2 separate regions of the Ovis aries genome follow, and region 2 is linked to region 1. The links are chromatin contacts, called in public Hi-C maps. All regions are on one chromosome and are shown on one strand. Each heading gives the region's core, a stretch centred on a gene start, on an enhancer-like site or on the middle of the called end of the contact. The rest is flanking DNA. Distances are from core to core; before and after follow the strand shown.

Evidence for each region. Hi-C and Micro-C count contacts between places; a contact is called where the count stands out from the background.
Region 2: a contact with region 1 is called in a Hi-C map of muscle, with 3 times the contacts expected there. The contact joins the promoter of SSR3 here to the enhancer-like site in region 1. A contact is called at or near these places in 8 of 16 Hi-C or Micro-C datasets (hypothalamus, liver, mixed tissues and 4 more).

What each region holds. Positions count from the first base shown.
Region 1 is chr1:231,690,755-231,694,407 of ARS-UI_Ramb_v3.0, forward strand. The region is part of intron 1 of TIPARP (TCDD inducible poly(ADP-ribose) polymerase); the gene reads right to left. It overlaps LOC114113873 (a long non-coding RNA gene), which reads left to right. Exons shown (of 2, transcript XR_003588606.3): 2 at 101-318. Among named protein-coding and RNA genes, the nearest start is that of TIPARP, 110 kb to the right of the region's middle. Within about 2 kb of position 1,742, at least 7 of the 54 cell types and tissues checked have an H3K27ac peak or open chromatin away from gene starts, as enhancers often do. A contact at or near this core is called in liver, where this site is marked.
Region 2 is chr1:231,816,682-231,820,334 of ARS-UI_Ramb_v3.0, forward strand. SSR3 (signal sequence receptor subunit 3) reads left to right here and starts at 1,914. Exons shown (of 5, transcript XM_004003224.5): 1 at 1,914-2,103; 2 at 3,297-3,423. The coding sequence starts at 1,971.

The sequences.
Region 1 (3,653 bases), core at 492-2,991:
TGGTTCTAGATGTAGAGTGATGATTTCTAAAAGAAAGATTTTTTTTTCCTAATATAAAGATACCCCAATTCTTTACTTCCTTTTTTTTTCTTCCTGATAGAATACTAACATGAAGACAGAACTGGAACCTCATGACAAAAATGAAGGCGAACATGATGTGGAAAAGAAGAAGATGGTATCTACAAGCTAAGGACCCTGGAGCAGAATTATATGAGGAGCTGGGTCATTCATGGCATCTTAAAGCTGCTACAGTAGTCCTAGAGTGGCTACCCTGGACTCATTGTTATATCTGAAAAATAAACCCCCAATTTGGTTAAACTGTTTTCTGTTACATGTAGCTAAACATATTCTTGGCTAAAGCAGAAACTGCCACAAGTTATCTTCTAACTAAGTCTTCCTGCTTGCAGGCTCTACCAGTTAGACAGCAGCATGACCTAGAATGTCAGAAACATAAGAACAGTCACAAAGCAATATTTCTATTCCTATAGCATTTCCTGCCAATTCCAGATATGCCAAATTATATACATGTTATATAGTACATATATTATATAACATTTTATGATACATGTTTATTAAAGAAAAAGAAAGCAGAGAGGAGACATAAGACTACCCATAGGTGAAACTTCCCAAGTCCCATTTTAACATTTTGCTATAGCTGTTGTTGTTTAGCCACTAAATCATATCTGACTCTTTGCAACTCCATGGACTGCAGCCCGCCAGGCTCCTCTGTCCATGGGATTTCCCAGGCAAGAGTATTGGAATTGGTTGCCATTTCCTTCTCCAGGGGATAGTCCCAACCCAAGGATCAAACCCTCATCTCCTGCATTGGCAGGCAAATACTTTACCACTGAGCTACCAGGGAAGCCCTGGTATAGCCCTGCTATAGTTATTCTGTCTTATTTTATTCAAAGGTTTTTTATTATAACATTATAGTATATTCATATTTTACCTAACATTATATTATAAGCAGTTTTCCACGTGGAAACAAATAGCTGTTTAACTTTCCAAATAACTAAGTTTTACTTAACTGGTTTCTTGTCACTGAACTTAACTTTAAAAACTTCTTAACTTTTCACTTAAAAAAATCATTTATTCACTGAGTGCTACATTCAAGTCACTAGATTAAATATTAGAAGTACATGTACGTGAAGAAGTGCCTATTTGAATGCTCTTCAAAACTACAAGACACAAACATATATGCAATATATATGGCAGATGCATGTGCATACTTTCTGTATGTGGCCCTAAGTCATCTGTTTTTAAATATGCTTATAGGATTGAAATATTCCAATTTTTTTTCAATGGCAACCCACTCTAGTATTCTTCCCTGGAAAATTCCCTGAACAGAGGAGCCTGGCAGGCTACAGCCCATGGGGTCACAAAGAGTCAGACACGACTAAGCAAGCACACATGTACTCCTTTTATTGCTAATTCCCATGATTCTTTTCTGCTGGATTTACTTTAGTATGACTGCTCGGTTCAGTATAGTACTTCCAATGAACAATTTATTCATGTAAAAGCTGAGATTACTTGAAACTTCAGGTGACTGAAGATCTCCTGTTTTCATTTTTACTAACAGAATGTGTGCTGTAAAGTATTAATATCTCTTTCTTGCTTTCTGATTTCACAATTATTAGTAATAGTTAATTCCCCAACAACCTTCTGGTGGAAAGACAATCATTTCTGGTTACCAGTCCAAGAAGGAAACAGTGACTAGCATGACTCAGAAAGCACAATGAAGACTTGAGATTTTAAAACAGAGGGCTTGGCTCTCAGCAATTTCGTTCTGAGAACACAGCCAATTTGCATAAATGGCAGGTTGACAATTCCTTATCTTTGAGTGCTAAGTCCAAGCTGTAATTTTTTCTGGCTGTGTATATAAGGACAGCTTATTCTCTAACTCAAAGTACATGTATGTGATATATTCAAAGTGAGAGAAAAGTCATACTATTTTTATGCAACTGAATTACTGATGTTTTAAAACATGAAACCTATTGGTGAAAACCCTATCTTGATGTTGTTACTAATGGGCCACTCTTGGAATTTATCTGAAGGAAGATTTCCTATTTTCCTGAGAGGCAGTTCTCTACTCTTGGATCCTAGAGTAAGAAAAGATTCTGGCTGAAATTTATTTACCTCAAGTGGATCTTAAATATAGTGTTGGTGGGAGAAGATTGGAAAATGCTACTAGACAATATGTCACAGCGACTAAAAGTAGAGAATTTCATCAGCAGGAATGAAGGGTGAATTAATGTAAAGCTCAGAGGTAAGAGCATGTTTTGATAAATGTAAAGTTAAGATTCATATTTTCAAAAAGTGATAGAATGTTCACTTTGCAGACCATTTCCAAGTTTTAAAAATATTTCTCATTTATAATCTCCTTTTATCTTGAAACTCACATCTTTTCTCCACCTCTGATGAGGCAACAAGATACTTCTGTCTGGGAAAAAGTGAAGGCTTACTGGAAAATGATACAGAGAAAATAGAATGAATTCTAAAATGCTTATGCCAGATCACAATCTATTGTGTTTATCCAAATTTTATTTGTAAAGTGCCTAATAATCTATTGACCTGTTCTTTTTTAAAAAAATAATTTTATTCATTTATGACTATGCTGGGTCTTGTTGCTGCTCTCAGGCTTTTCTCTAGTTGTAGCAAGCAGGGGCTACTCCAGTTGAGGTGTGTGGGCTTATTGCAGTGACTTCCCCTGTTGCAAAGCACAGGCTCTGGGGCACGCAGGCTTCAACAGCTGCAGCACGTGGGCTCAGTAGTTGTGATTCCCAGACTCTAGAGCACAGGTTCAATGGTTGTGGTGCACAGGCTTAGTTGCTTACTGGACTGTTCTTATCTTCATAGAATCCATGACAGCCAGGTGTAATCTTTAATCCCCTTCATTTTAGACCTGTTGGTTAATTCATGCAGCACACAATCAAAGTTTAATCTAACTGGTTTTCATCTGTATTAAATGATTCCTTCAGAGAAGTCCCACAATTTTACCAGGCCATTCATTCAGTCTATTCAATTCACTTCTATTGGGTGTGTACATAGCAAGTACTAGTTATGCAATAATGACTAAGATAAGTCCTACTTTCTGTTGGTTGTTTGTGAACTGACCACCCAGATCACCTGGAAAAGTCAGCTACAGATTGCCTAGCCCCACCCTAGACCTCTTGAAATAGAAATGTCAAAAGGCAGAGGATTCTGCACTTTCAAGATGTTCCAGACACTGCTGCTTTAAGAGTTCAGAGTTTAAAACACTCTGGGGTTGGAGGAAGGGAGAATGTCAGGGGGGTGGAGAGGCGTGGACTTGGGGAGGTACATATGCTAGGAGGGAAGGGAGACTTGGCGGGTATGGCCAAAAAGTAAAACAAATAAATACATTATAGTGTGGTGGGTGCTTTAATAGAGTTATACATGCAAAGTGCTAAGAATATATAGTGAGGAAGAATTAAGCTGAACTACATATCGTCAGAGAATTACTAAGATTTCTAGAATTATTGTATCTAGTATTATTGATATTATTTCTTAGCATGTTAAGCAACTCAGTTGTTTATACTTGAAGTACACCTAAATTTAATAGGGAAAATGTTTATATATTTAAAAAGTGAATTCCAAAGTAATAAAGATTCCCAAGTAATCTTGAAAATTGTATG
Region 2 (3,653 bases), core at 664-3,163, 130 kb after region 1:
TAAGAAGCAACAGTTAGAACTGGACATGGAACAATAGACCATTTCCAAATTGGGAAAGGAGAACGTTAAGGGTGTATGTTGTCATCCTGCTTATTTAACTTATAGGCAGCGTACATCATGAGAAATGCTGGACTGGATGAAGCATGAGCTGGAATCAAGATTGCAGGGAGAAATATCAATAACCTCACATATGCAGATGACACCACCCTTATGGCAGATAGCGAAGATCTAAAGAGCCTCTAGATGAAAGTGAAAGAGGAGGGTGGAAAAGTCTGCTTAAAACTCAACATTCAAAAAACTAAGATCATGCCATCTGGTCCCATCACTTCATGGCAAATGGATGGGGAAACAATGGAAACAGTGGCTGATTTTATTTTTTTGTGCTCCAAAATCACGGCAGATAGTGACCACAGCCATGAAATTAAAAGACCCTTGCTCCTTGGAAGAAAAGCTAAGACCAACATAAACAGCATATTAAAAAGCAGAGACATTACATTTCCAACAAAGGTCCATCTAGTCAAAGCTTTGGTTTTTCCAGTAGTCATGTATGGATGTGAGACTTGGACTATAAAGAAAGCTGAGTGCTGAAGAATTGATGCTTTTGAACTGTGGTGTTGGAGAAGACTCTTGAGAGTCCCTTGGACAACAAGGAGATCCAACCATTCCATTCTGAAGGAAATCAGTCCTGAATATTCATTGGAAGGGCTGATGCTGAAGCTGAAACTCCAATACTTTGGCCGCCTGAATAGAAGAGCAGACTCATTGGAAAAGACCCTGATGCTGGGAAAGATTGAAGGCGGGAGGAGAAGCGGATAACAGAGGATGAGATGGTTGGATGGCATCACCGACTCAATGGACATGAGTTGAGTAAGCTCCAGGAGTTGGTGATGGACAGGGAAGCCTGGTGTACTGCAGTCCATGGGGTCACAAAGAGTCGGACATGATAAATGACGGAACTGAAGTGAACACAATCAAAGGCTTTAGTAGAGTCAACGAAGTAGTTGATGTTTTTCTGAAATTTTCTTGCTTTTTCTATGAGCCAACGGATGTTGGCAATTTGGTCTCTGGTTCCTCTGCCTTTTCTAAATCCCACTTGAAAAATCTGGGAGTTCTCCATTCAGGTACTGTTTAAATCTAGTTTGGAGAATTCTGAGCATTACTTTGCTGGCATGTGAAATAAGCGCAATGGTACAGTAGTTTGAACATTCTTTGGCATTGTCTTTTCTTTGGGATTGGAATGAAAACTGACCTTTTCCAATTATGTGGCCACAGCAGAGTTTTCCAAATTTCCTGGCATTTCCAGTGTGGCACTTTATTTAACAGCATCATCTTTTAGGCTTTGAAATAGCTCAGCTGGACTTCCATCACCTCCACTAGCTTTGTTGGTAGTGATGCTTCCAAAGGCCCACTTGACTTCACACTCCAGCATGTCTGGCTCTAGGTGAGTGATCACACCATCATGGTTATCTGGGTCATTAAGAGCTCTTTTGTATAGTTCTGTGTATTCTTGTTATCTCTTAATAGCTTCTGCTTCTGGGTACCCACAGAGCCAGTTAAACCATACGTTCCATGAATGAATGACCATAAGACGAAGAGCTTCATGTTTTGGGATTTCCAGGGCTTGGAAAGCATGAGTCTATCAGCATCTTTGAAATAGAATGTTAATAAAGTTTTGTTAATAGCGCCCACTAAACTACAAGTCCCGGCTTCCTCCTAGAAAGTGACGAATCACGTGGTCGGCTAGGAATCCGGAAGTCTGGCCCGCTTGTCTAATCACGCCGGAGAAACCTCCAAAGTGGCGCCAGACTGGCCAATCCTGCGGATGTTTGTTCCAAGCCCAGGCCGGGTCCCGCCTCCTCGCGCTGCGCTGACTGGTCGTTAGCGGATACGGTGGCTGTAGAGGCGGTGACCGCGGCTTTTTCCCCGCTTTGCGCCCGGTTCCGTGCCCGTCCCGCGGCTCCGATTCCACCATGGCTCCCAAAGGCGGGCCCAAGCAGCAGTCCGAGGAGGACCTGCTCCTGCAGGATTTCAGCCGCAACCTCTCGGCCAAGTCCTCGGCGCTTTTCTTCGGGAACGCCTTCATCGTGTCCGCCATCCCCATATGTGAGCGCTTGGAGCGAGACGGGCTGGGCTGGGCTGGGCTGGGCTGGGCGGGGACGTGGCAAGGCCGTGCAGAGGGCGAGGCGTGCGCCGGAGCCTGTGCTGTCCCCCAGCTCCCCCTGGACTCGGGGGCTGCACGCAGCCTCTGTGGGCCTCCGTGATCTGTCCGGGGTCGTGGTGGGTGGCATCCCAGGAAAGTCATTATAGCACGTTGGAAAAGTAGGCTAGCTCGTTCCCGGGCCTCAGGTCTGCGGATTGTGAGTTACTGGTTCTGGGATGGCGGCCTCAAATCTGTATTTCAACCAACACCCGGGTTAAGATCTTGTGATGCTAACAGGCATATCGCCTGTTCTCCCCCAGCCCCCTCGCCCGGTATAACTATCGTTTGCTGTAATGGGATCTTAAACTTTTTACTTGCTTTGGAGAAACTCATGAATTAGGTTAGAGACATAAACAATCGCACCGAATTGTAAATGTAGCTTTAGAACCGGTTCACACAGAACATTATTTTCCGAAAGAAGCTGAACCAGTGCCAAGGCCCCAAGCTCTACTGTGTTTAAACTTTTTAATAATTCTGTTAGAGCAATTCTAGAATTCTTACTTGAATGGAAAAACTTTACAACCTTGGCCAAGGTTGTTTTTAGAGTTTAGGGATTCCAAATGTCAATTTCCTCTCCCCTACATTTTTGCACTGTTGTTGGGCAAATCCAGATATATTTTCTCTCCTGACTTTATAAAACCTAGCGTGCAGTTAACATGGTTCACTGACCGCACTGTGCATTGCCTTGATTTCAGAGAACAGCCACGTCAGCGTGTGAACTCTGGTTTGGGACTACACGTGGAGTCTCGGAATGACTTGTAGTTAGTGTGATAGTACCCTGAAGAATGAAATTTGAAGTCTGAATCGTGATTTTGTTGAGCTAGAGTTCTCATTCTATAATCATCAGAAATCTCATCATGGACTAGTTATAGGAAGATTACGGTTTTCAAGTATTCTGAACTAGAAACACTTGAGACTTAACTTTTTCCTGGATATCGCACTTAGGAAGTTCTTCTTACACTGTATTGGATTCCCTAATCCGGGCTGTATTTTACCAGGTTTAGCTATAATCGTTAATAACTCAGCAGGTTTTTGTAACTGGGTGGTAATGTTTTGTTTCTTTTTGTATTCCCCACCCCCTTTTATCTTAATTCAGGGTTATATTGGCGAATATGGCATATGGATCTTATTCAGTCTGCTGTTCTGTACAGTGTGATGACCCTAGTAAGCACTTACTTGGTGGCCTTTGCTTACAAAAATGTGAAATTTGTTCTCAAGCACAAGTAAGTATATTTCTCAAGTGAAAGTAAATATTGTTGCATTTTTATATAGTAGGGTGACTTCTGAAAGACCATTTGTGTGTGTGTGTTTTGGTAAGCATTGAGATATAGTTTTATGTATATTTGGGGGGAGATATGTGTATGTATATTTGGATTCATTTGAGATAGATGTGTATGTATGTTTGGATTAATTGGAAATATATGTGTATGTATATTTGGGGTGTGTGTATATA